Regions from separate parts of the Mus musculus genome. Here regions 1 and 2 are each linked to region 3. A link is a contact called in public Hi-C and Micro-C data. All regions are on one chromosome and are shown on one strand. The core of a region is the stretch at or near the end of the contact, and the rest is flanking DNA. Distances in the headings are between cores, read along the strand shown.

Region 1 (3,227 bases), core at 687-3,186, 98 kb before region 3:
TCCATGGCCTCTGCATCAGCTCCTGCTTCCTGACCTGCTTGAGTTCCAGTCCTGACTTCCTTGGTGATGAACAGCAGTATGGAAGTGTAAGCTGAATAAACCCTTTCCTCCCCAACTTGTTTCTTGGTCATGATGCTTTGTGCAGGAATAGAAACCTGCTTGTGTTTGACAGTGAACCATCATCATTTATCTTTCAGGTAACTCAATCTCTAGCACAGGTTCTGAGGACCATTTGGAAATTACCTTGTGTATACAGACCCCAGAGTTCAGGGTAAGTAGAGAGGATGAATTGGATCCTGAAGGAAGCCCTGAACAAATTAACCCTTGAAACTGGTGGTGACTGGGTGTCTCTCCTACCTTATTCCTTATATAGGGCTAGGAATACCCCCTACACTTTAGGTCCCCTCACCCCTCTTTTGAGATCCTTTATGGAAGGCCCCCTTCCTTGCTGCCCAAACTCCAGTCTGATATCTTAGCTGAATATGACCAACATAAGTTTTTAACATCCTTGGAAGCCCTCCATAGGATCTGGAAGCAACTCTGGCCTGCCATCTGCCAGGTTTATGAGTCTGTTCCTCCCTTGACTGCCACTGATTAGAACCAGGTGAAGAGTCTGGATTAAGAGACATAACCACAAGACTCTGGAACATTGCTGGAAAGGACCTCACATTGTGATCCTGACCATGCCTCTGGCTGTTAAGGTGGACGTGATCAGGATGTGATGTACCACTCCCACGTTAAGCCTGCCAGGGGAGAGATGATCCAGCAGTTGAGATCCCAGTGAAGGGCAATGCCAGGTGAACAGCCACAAGAATGATGGGAGGTCACCCTACACTGTGTCGATCCGCTGACTGATCCTGATCGACTCTGGCACTCATGACCCTGTTTGCTTGCTGCTTATGCTTTGCTGCACCAGCCAATAGCCCCACGTAACCCTAGGGGGCGGAGTAACAACCTTGTCATCAAGTTCACAGTGGCTGTCAAGACTGGACTGCTGGTTCTCAACTACTCTCACCCTGGACTGTTGGTTATCAGACAGGGACGCTGTGTTGGAAGCAAGGTAGCCCCAGCCTATTCCCACCTCTGCAACCACACTGTAACCCCTACTGCTGCAGGACACAGGCTGCCTCTGGAGAATGCTTGGTGAGCTTCTACCTCGGGGGCCTACTCCATGCATTTATGACCTGGTTGTAAATATGTCTGAGGATTTTTATGTTCTAATACAGCTTGTAGCCAGAGTGACCTCTTATTCTAGGGAGGATGTCTTCAACCAGCTAGCACCTCCAAACAATCGAGTTAAAAGGGTGACTACTTCTGCTGTGTTTCTAGGTTCTCTTCTTGGCATAGGGCTAGTTGGAGCTGCTAGTGTAGGGGCCTCAGCCCTGCAAGGCCCTATGGATGGGGAAATATACAGGAGATGGAAAAGTCCATCGTGGCCCTGCAGGATTCCCTATCCTCCCTGGCAACAGTAGTCCTACAGAACAGAAGAGGCCCAGACTTGCTGTTCCTCCAGCAGGGAGGACTCTGTGCAGCCTTAGATGAGGAATGTTGTTTCTATGTTGACCACTCAGGTGTGGTCAAAGAATCCATGGCCTTAGTCAGAAGGAGACTACAAGACAGATTCAACTGATGTTAGCTTTGACTTGTGGTCCCTGCATAATCAATGCTTTAGTTAGGTTTGTTAAGGAACAGATTTATTCTCAAACAACAGTACCAGTCCATAGAAACATCTCAAGGATGGCCTCAAACTGAAAGGTGGTGGTGGTAATGAAAGGGAAGAGATAGGCTGATTCCACGACAGGCTTCAAATTGGCAGTTAAGGAAACTAGGCCTAAAACTCTGTTTCCAAGAACTGGGCAAGCCCAGGCAAGCCCAGGCAAGTCAGTTAATAGGAAAAACCCCAGGCTCCAGCCCCCACGCACCGGTAATGGTTGTGGAATGCCTAGAAATAGAGTAAGATAAAGCTCACCTACCCTGGAATTCCTCTGATGTGCTTTAAATCAGGCCTGGAAGCGCAGTTGTCTGTCTATCTTGGTAATGGGAGACCCCAGCATGCTGGACTTCTGCAGAATAAAACACTCTGCATTTACATACTATTTGAGTCAGGGTGTCACTCTTCAGCAAATCATGGTTACATTATACTGTCAACCACCCTGATTGATGGAAGCTGAGGGGGAAGGTTCTAGAAATCGTGTTCTTGGTGGGAACTTTATACAAGGGTGCTCCTATAGCCAAGGAGAGCAAAGGTAGAAAAGACTGAGGTGAGTTGTGTCCCTCAGCTGCAAGGGGTGAACAGTTTTAGATGAGCCCTTTCTCAGACGAATTAACCATAGTTTCCAACTCTGGTCAGCAGAGGGCAGGCTGGCCTGTGAAATGATCCACCACTGGAGCTTTGCTCTGGAGAGATGGGTGGTCCATTGGAATCGAGATGAAGACAAACTCACTGGATGGATCTTCACAAAACACTCTGCCTTTGGGGGTCAGAAATGTTTCCCAGTATTTACTGCTAGGCCCCCTGTTCCGATGTCCTGTAGGGAGGAGCGGGAGGGAGGAGGGGTCAGTGTCTAGGTCACAGGTTACACAGGTGTCTGAAAAGGAAGTGTGTGTCCTAGGACAGGAGCTCTCAGAGGCACTTCCCCTCACATGTTTGGGACACTGATTTCTAACTGTGACGGGGAGGCAGATGGAGAGGTCAGAGTCCTGGTAGATGGCAAGAGAGCAGGATGAGAAAATGATGTAGGGCAGGCAGTACAGACTCCACGGTGTCCTGTGAGACCGTGGAGAGATACCACAATCACATTTGAGCCCCATTTTCACATCTCTGAAGTCCACTTCATCTCTTCAGTGGCCTCTGTCAATAGGGGGCTTAATCAGCATGACTGACACCCATGCTCCTCTTAAAAATTTAGGGGTTCAGTCAAAGAGTGGGAAGACTGCAGAAAGGGAGAGAGCAGGGAAGACAGGAACACATTCTCTGGAGGGCTCTGACCTCTCCCTCTCCTCTTGTCAAACACACTAGGAAATCTAGGCTTTTTAAACATTTCTTCAGATGAGGTGATTCATTCCTAATTCAACACACATCTGTGGACCCTCAGTTTCTGCTGTCCTGGGAGGCACTATTCCATCATGGCCACCGCCCTTCTTGCTTTGGCATGGCACCACAGTTGCAAAGCAGTTTAATGGCAGTTTTCTATTTTGACTTCTACATTTCTAAAGTGGCAGAAATA
Region 2 (3,415 bases), core at 765-3,264, 88 kb after region 3:
GAGAGAGAAAGAGAGACAGAAACAGAGAGCTCCCTGAATCTAATTTCTTTCTTGAATCCTCTTTGACCACAGGCACTAACCAACTGCAACCGAATCTTCCTGAATGATCAACAGCCACTCATACTACTTCTCAGGGCCCAAGCATTTATGTATCCTCTGAAAAGTTCCCAAAATTCCAAACGTCACACAATTGTAGAAATTATCTGCACCTGGCAGAATCATGCCTCTGAGAGCATGAGGCAAGTCACATCAGCTGCTGCAGGCAGTCTGAAGCAGTCCCATAGCCCACGCCTGAGATTATAATGAAAACACATTCTTATGTATTTCTTTTTTTTTTAATTAAAGAAACAAAAACTCCAGAATTCTTACTATACCCTTCCTCTAGTGTTTCATATCTGTGCAAGCTGATACAAAAAATCTAGGTGCCACTGGTCAAAGGTCAGGAAGAAGCTCAAAATATGTCACCTAGGCCCTACCTCCAAAATAAATACAAGCCCTCCATGGCAGCTTCATCTCCACGATCTTTCAAACTTTCCAGATCAGAGAGTCAGATCCATCGTGCCAACCAGAGAGTGTCTTTGCCGAGTAATGAATGGCTTCAGGCCCCGATAATAGTTGTAGTATCATTACTTTCAACTTCTGGACCAAAGTTTGAGAGACATGTGTCAATGATTCTTTTGCAGGATGGTCACAATGATTAAAACATCTAACTTACAAAAAGGAAGTTGTGAGACACAAAAAAAGAGAAACATGTATCCATATGTAGGAAATAAAAACTGTGCTGCAAGAGACTGCAAATGTGACTAGATAACCAAGGAAACAGACAAATCCTTCAAGGAGCTGTTACAAATGTACTCACAGTCAAAGCAAAGCACATCTGTAAACTATGCTAAGCTGTATCAGGAGCCAAACGAACAGGCAGAAATACCAGCAACGGTCATACCAGCAACAGAATTCATGAAGGGAATCAACAGAGCCTTAGAGTAAAGCGACACGACAAAAAGTACAGAAATAAGCACATTAGTGTCCACAGGTGTGAAGGGAAAGAAGAAAAAGAAAACCATGTAATTCAAGAAGTGATTGCTGACAGATTCTGAAATTTGATGGGAATCAGCATCTCAGAAGCTCAGTAATCTAAACAGAATAAACACAAATATGTCCATGTCAAGACAGATTGCAGCAGAAACATCAAAAAGTAAAGAAAGTAAGAAAAGTCTTAAGAAGATCAGGAGAAATACTGTTATAATTAAAAGGTGGGTAGGTGAGATGGCTCAGTACATGAAGGCACTTGCTGCCAAGCCTGATGATGATTTGAGTTTGATACCTGGGCCCACATGGTAGAAGGAAAGGACAGACTTAGGAAAATTGTCCTCTCACCTCCATTCATGAGCCATACTGTGTTTCTACTTCCCAACACATAAGCCACAGTGAGATGAAATTATAAAGATATTAAAAAGATGGAATATCAGACTCCCCACCAAAAAAGCAGAAGACCAGAAGACTGGTTACAAGGCTGTTGGCCAAGTTCCTGTGTCAGAATAACGGCTTTACTGACTACCAAGGAACCTTCCTGAGGATAACCACTGTTAAAAATGAACACACACACACACACACACACACACACACGGCGGGGGCGGGAAGGAGAGAGAGAGAGAGAGAGAGAGAGAGAGAGAGAGAGAGAGAGAGAGAGAGAAAGTAGGGGTTTTTCTTTCTTTTTGGTGGATCAAACCTAGAGCCTCTTACAAGCTAGGCGTATTTGCCCTACCACTGTGACCCTGGTTCCAAATGCAAAGACACATCCCTTGTCCTTTCCAAAAGATATAGTTGTGTAAAACATTCTATTTAGAACTGCATCAGTTACTTTCCTAGTGGCTGTGACGTAATACCTAACACCAGCAATTCAAATAAGAAGACTTCTTTTGGCTTATAGTTGAGAAAATATGGCATGGTGAGAGCAGATCTGACCCTAATGGTGGGAGACTGTGGTGAGTGCTTGTTTATGAGGTAATACCTAGGAAGCAGAGAGGGCAGAGAGGGCAGGCGGAGAGGCACAAGCTGGAACTGGGGTCAGAATACATTTCTTAGCACTCACATCCTCTAGTCAAGAAGTACTACGTGTTCTTTCTTTCTTTCTTTCTTTCTTTCTTTCTTTCTTTCTTTCTTTCTTTCTTTCTTTCTTTCTTTCTTTTTCTTTCTTTCTTTCTTTCTTCCTTCCTTCCTTCCTCCCTCCCTCCCTCCCTCCCTCCCTCCCTCCCTCTCTCTCTCTCTCTCTCTCTTTCTTTCTTTCTTTCAGAATTTGGGGTTAGAGTTCTGAGACAAAATTTCTCTGTATATCCCTGGCTGTCCTGGAACTCACTCTGTAGCCCAGGCTGGCTCTGAAATTCAGAGGTCCTCGTGCTTCTGCCTCCCGAGTGTTGGGATTAAAGGCTGTGCCACCACTGCGTGGCCAAGCATTTCTTAAATGTTATAGTCTCCCAGCAGCTGGGAACCAGATTCAAACAAACACCTGTGGAGATAATTTTGTATATTTTATATTCAACTGATCCTATAATATACAGAACTTAACATATCAGCACATCACAACACTAAGAAGAGTAGGACAAGATGTATTAGATTGAAAAAGTCACACAAGACAGTAAATTGAATTCATAGGAAAGAAAAAAAATCAGAAACTAAGGTTAATATGATATTAGTATATACAAACTGATATTGTTTATGGTTAAGAGACACAGTTAATAACTGTAACAATTACAGATGAGTATGTAGCAGATGTACTCTGTATAACAAAAGAGTTAATGCAGCTATGTCAGAGTAAGAGGTCTATGGCTCACTGGAATTATGCTAGTGCACATCTGAAGTAGAGACTTCAGATAAGGGCCAATGTGGAAAAGCCTCATTTGCCAAGAGCAATAAACTATTACTTTCCTTCAAGTAAGTAGTTCTCAGGAATGGTGAGAAGAGACACCTGCAGTGAAGACAGGAGAGGAACGAGATCTGTACACAGAAGCAAACTACCAGTCCACCTATTCAACTGACTAAATGGATGGCGAATACCATTTCAGATGGAGGTACCATCGAGGATTAGGAACGATACTCACATAAGCATATACACCTAGTGAGCATTGGCAGGTGAATGTTTATTGTGAGGTTTTTAAGTCTTTAAGCTTTATTCGCAAATAGGTTTTCAATTGACATCAAAGACAGAAGACAAACAGATGAATGCTAGAATAGGTTAAATCACCTGAAATAATTTCAGACTAAAACAAGGTATCATTGTGCTTATTATTATAAAAATGTGCCTAAAATTTGTAAGTATTACCTCAAGAATTGAGTAATGAAGTATGTTTGTTGTTTTAACATATATTTAATGACTCTAACTACATATAATATACCATACTTACCAACAACCAAAGTT
Region 3 (3,063 bases), core at 425-2,924:
AGCGGAGCTGCAATTCCTTGAGTACCTCTGGAGATTGCCCTATCCAATTCAGTTTCCTTGAGTTCTGCAGGTAAAGCTGTGTAACAGATCCAACTGAGTGTTGCGGGAGGCTACTCTCATATAGTCGTGTCATTATGATGCTGGCAACCCTACTATGGTGGGTTCACAATTAGAATGAAGAGAATTCCTCTAAAGCAGCAGAAATCCATTTGTGCATGTGGTTCATTTATTATTAAAGAGTGAAACAAAATGTTAATTTCCAAGGAAATAACTACATAATCAGGAGTTAAAGCAGCTACAGAATTTTTTATTTGTTTTTATATAATAAAATTATTAAGAATTTATGGATTAACTGAAATAAATATTCACTGGCTAGAAGGTTAGTGGTTATCTTGGCACAGTCTGAACATAAAAGTATTGATATGCATATAGTTAGGTAGGTAAATATTTAAATTAAATGGCTGTAACGTCAATTAGTAATTTATGAATATTTGTCCAATTATGAAGTTTGTCTAAAACGTTGTTAGTTCAAGAACAACAAAAAGTTCCACTGAACTTTCTAACAAAACAAATTTGAAAATAAGGTGTTAACACGTACCAGGAAAACACCAAAATGTGTAATTGTGCAAATATCAGGATTCAGTGCTAAAAATGTAAGCGCCAGTATTTTAACACTGTCATACTTTCTCTCTTAATATAAGAGGATTTAAAAAAAAAAACCCATTCAGATATTATTCATTTGCAATTAAATCATTTGGGGAAAAGGAAGTCATTTGCTGAAAGGCGGTGCTTTTTCTTGAGATTTATGAAAGGATCAATCCAGGACGAGTTCTGGAATAAACTTTGCCTCTCAATGTAAACCATCTAGAAATATTTATCTGAAACAGCACCTCCGCGGAGAGGCAGCCTCTCAGTGGCTTTAGGAGCTCGATGCTGTCAGCTCGCCGGCCGCTGCCGACCCGTGCATCCTCCGCACAGGACTCATGAGGCAGCGGGACTCGGCGATCCCGGGAAGGCAGCGCGGGGCGCGGGGCGCGGGGGGCATGCAGGGCCGCCGCGCAGCCCCGAGCCCGCAGTGGTGCCGCAGCCTCCCGGCCGCAGCAGGTGGGACCCGCGGGAGGCGCGGACATTGGGGGCTTCTCCGAAACCGCTGCGGCGCGTCGGAGTTGGGGCTTTCGTGGTTTGTGTGCTACCACTTTCTGCGGTGGCAACCTGGGGCCACCGGCCTTCGCTTCGCACACTTTGCAAGGCGCGGAGTCGCCGGCGTCCCCCGGAGCGAGCTCGCAGCGGCGGCGGGCGGCCTGGCCCAGACAAAGGGCGCGAAGGCGGCGGCGGAGCGGAGCGGAGCGCGGCCTGGCCCGCAAGGGGGCGCTGCCCGCACCCGCGCTTACCTTTGAGGACCGCGCAGAGCTGCTCCAGGGCCATGTTCCTCAGCGTCGGCGCTCCGAGAGCGCCCGAGGCGGCGGCGCGGTGGTCACGGCCCGGCGGGGTAGCTTCGCTCCGTCCCCATCGCCGGCCGCCGCCGCTTCCTAGCAGCGGGCGCAGCGCCTCGGCCCGCCGTGCCGGGTCCCCGACGGCCGCCGCCTCTCGGCGGGCTGAGGAAAGCCAGCGGCGGACGCTCCCGCGGCGGGCTCCCTTGAAGTGGCGCGCGCCGGGAGCCCCGGCTCATTTAAGCAGCGAGCGCAGCGCCGCGTGCCGGCCGCGGGGCCACTGCGCACGCGCAGCCCCGCCCTCCCGCGTGCCCCGCCCGCCACTCGCTTCCCGGGCCTCGCGCGCGGCCCACCCCTCCCTGCCGGTGTCTTCTCGAAGCCTTGAGCTCCCCAGGTCCGATTTTTCCATCCCCTCTCGGAGGACCTCAAGCTCAGGTGCTTGAAAACGTCTGCTCAGCCTTGCTGATCTCGGTGGAAGGGAGACCCCCGCGGGGGCCCTGGAGGTGCCCGGGTGAGTTCCCCCGGCCAGCAGTAAGGGTTGTTGCACCTACTGAACCTTCTCCAACAGTTGCCAGGCACAGCGCTGCTTGAGGAATCCTCACTCCCAGTCCTCGCCACAGTGGGCTGAAAGCTCCACGCCAGCCAGAAAAGTGAAACTTTGTTCTAGCTGCAGAGACAGGCGCGACTGAATGCAGACTGGGTCTCCCCAAGGCCACCCCTAACCACAGCCGTACAGACGGACCGCTGAGCGCCACCGGAAAGGAATTATATGTGCCTTGGATAGTTTGTGCATGATCTCGTCTTCCTCCAGCTCTTGTGCATTGAAATTGTCTTGCTGGCAGAGCTGCTTCATCCTACTGAAATAGAAATGACTTGAATGCAGGCGGGCTACAGTCATTTATTGGTTTGAGTTATGTGCATATAACAATGACTGGTATTGGGGGGCCTACCAATATTAAGTCCCTACCGTAATTGATCTGATATATAAATGTTTATCTAGCAAATTATGGCTAATTAGAACGTCCAGCAACTGAACAAAATATTCCAAGGGTGTCACATTCTTTCTTTTCTTGGATCGCTCTAAGAAAGTCACAGAAGTATAAGCAATTAACAAGTTTATAAATAAAACCAATTAACACCTATTAGCATAAAGTTGTTTAGCCCTTTGCTGTGTGCTTCAGTGGTTATGAAAGATGTGTGATTTGGGGCTTATAAGGTGATCACCTGCAGTTAAATTAAAATTGCACCCAGGAACCAGTGAATAAGGCATTTTAGAACCTTTTCCACAAATAAAATAATGATAAATGGGGACAGCAGTTAATAATTCAGTTTAAGTCCTGGGCAAGAGTGGATAAAGAAACTGGGAAGCCCTTTGAGTTTCTGGATCAACAATGCATAGTTGTTGATGGAGGAAAAGAAAAAAAACCCAAAAAACAAAAAACAGCCTGTATGATGTCATCAGAGAACGCTCCATGAAAAAGGGGAGAAAGAAGATGGAAAATGTTTGGATGGCAAGTGAAGAGGAGGGGTGTAGTCATGATTGTCAAGTGTCAGGTAAGATGCAAGTGTGAGCAGGGAATTTGGGACAAGTGTCATCAGAAACTAAAGATTAAAGAGAATGTGGACTTTGAAT

The links. Hi-C and Micro-C count contacts between places; a contact is called where the count stands out from the background.
Region 1: a contact with region 3 is called in a Micro-C map of embryonic stem cells, with 5 times the contacts expected there. The contact joins the enhancer-like site here to the promoter of Neto2 in region 3. A contact is called at or near these places in 12 of 39 promoter capture datasets (the 3T3-L1 cell line, 3T3-L1-derived adipocytes, the C10 cell line and 8 more), 1 of 15 datasets of contacts at CTCF or cohesin (the NIH/3T3 cell line), 7 of 484 Hi-C or Micro-C datasets (CD8 T cells, Th1 cells, embryonic stem cells and 2 more), 2 of 115 datasets of contacts at active chromatin or transcription factors (embryonic stem cells and forebrain) and 3 of 9 other capture datasets (adipose tissue, embryonic stem cells and pancreatic islet).
Region 2: a Hi-C map of granulocyte-monocyte progenitors shows a contact between it and region 3, with 4 times the contacts expected there. The contact joins the enhancer-like site here to the promoter of Neto2 in region 3. A contact is called at or near these places in 7 of 39 promoter capture datasets (the 3T3-L1 cell line, the HPC-7 cell line, HPC-7-derived erythroid cells and 4 more), 1 of 15 datasets of contacts at CTCF or cohesin (the NIH/3T3 cell line), 2 of 484 Hi-C or Micro-C datasets (granulocyte-monocyte progenitors and nephron progenitors), 2 of 115 datasets of contacts at active chromatin or transcription factors (forebrain and oligodendrocyte precursor cells) and 2 of 9 other capture datasets (adipose tissue and liver).

What each region holds. Positions count from the first base shown.
Region 1 is chr8:85,601,040-85,604,266 of GRCm38.p6, forward strand. No RefSeq gene overlaps it. Among named protein-coding and RNA genes, the nearest start is that of Gm51583, 28 kb to the left of the region's middle. Within about 2 kb of position 1,937, at least 37 of the 459 cell types and tissues checked have an H3K27ac peak or open chromatin away from gene starts, as enhancers often do. A contact at or near this core is called in CD8 T cells, embryonic stem cells, stem cell-derived epiblast-like cells and 1 more, where this site is marked.
Region 2 is chr8:85,786,562-85,789,976 of GRCm38.p6, forward strand. The region is part of intron 6 of Itfg1 (integrin alpha FG-GAP repeat containing 1); the gene reads right to left. Among named protein-coding and RNA genes, the nearest start is that of Itfg1, 53 kb to the right of the region's middle. Within about 2 kb of position 2,015, at least 5 of the 459 cell types and tissues checked have an H3K27ac peak or open chromatin away from gene starts, as enhancers often do. A contact at or near this core is called in granulocyte-monocyte progenitors, where this site is marked.
Region 3 is chr8:85,699,250-85,702,312 of GRCm38.p6, forward strand. Neto2 (neuropilin (NRP) and tolloid (TLL)-like 2) reads right to left here and starts at 1,675. Exons shown (of 9, transcript NM_001357288.1): 1 at 1,392-1,675. The coding sequence starts at 1,425. It overlaps Mir8109 (microRNA 8109), which reads left to right and starts at 1,656; the gene lies at 1,656-1,772.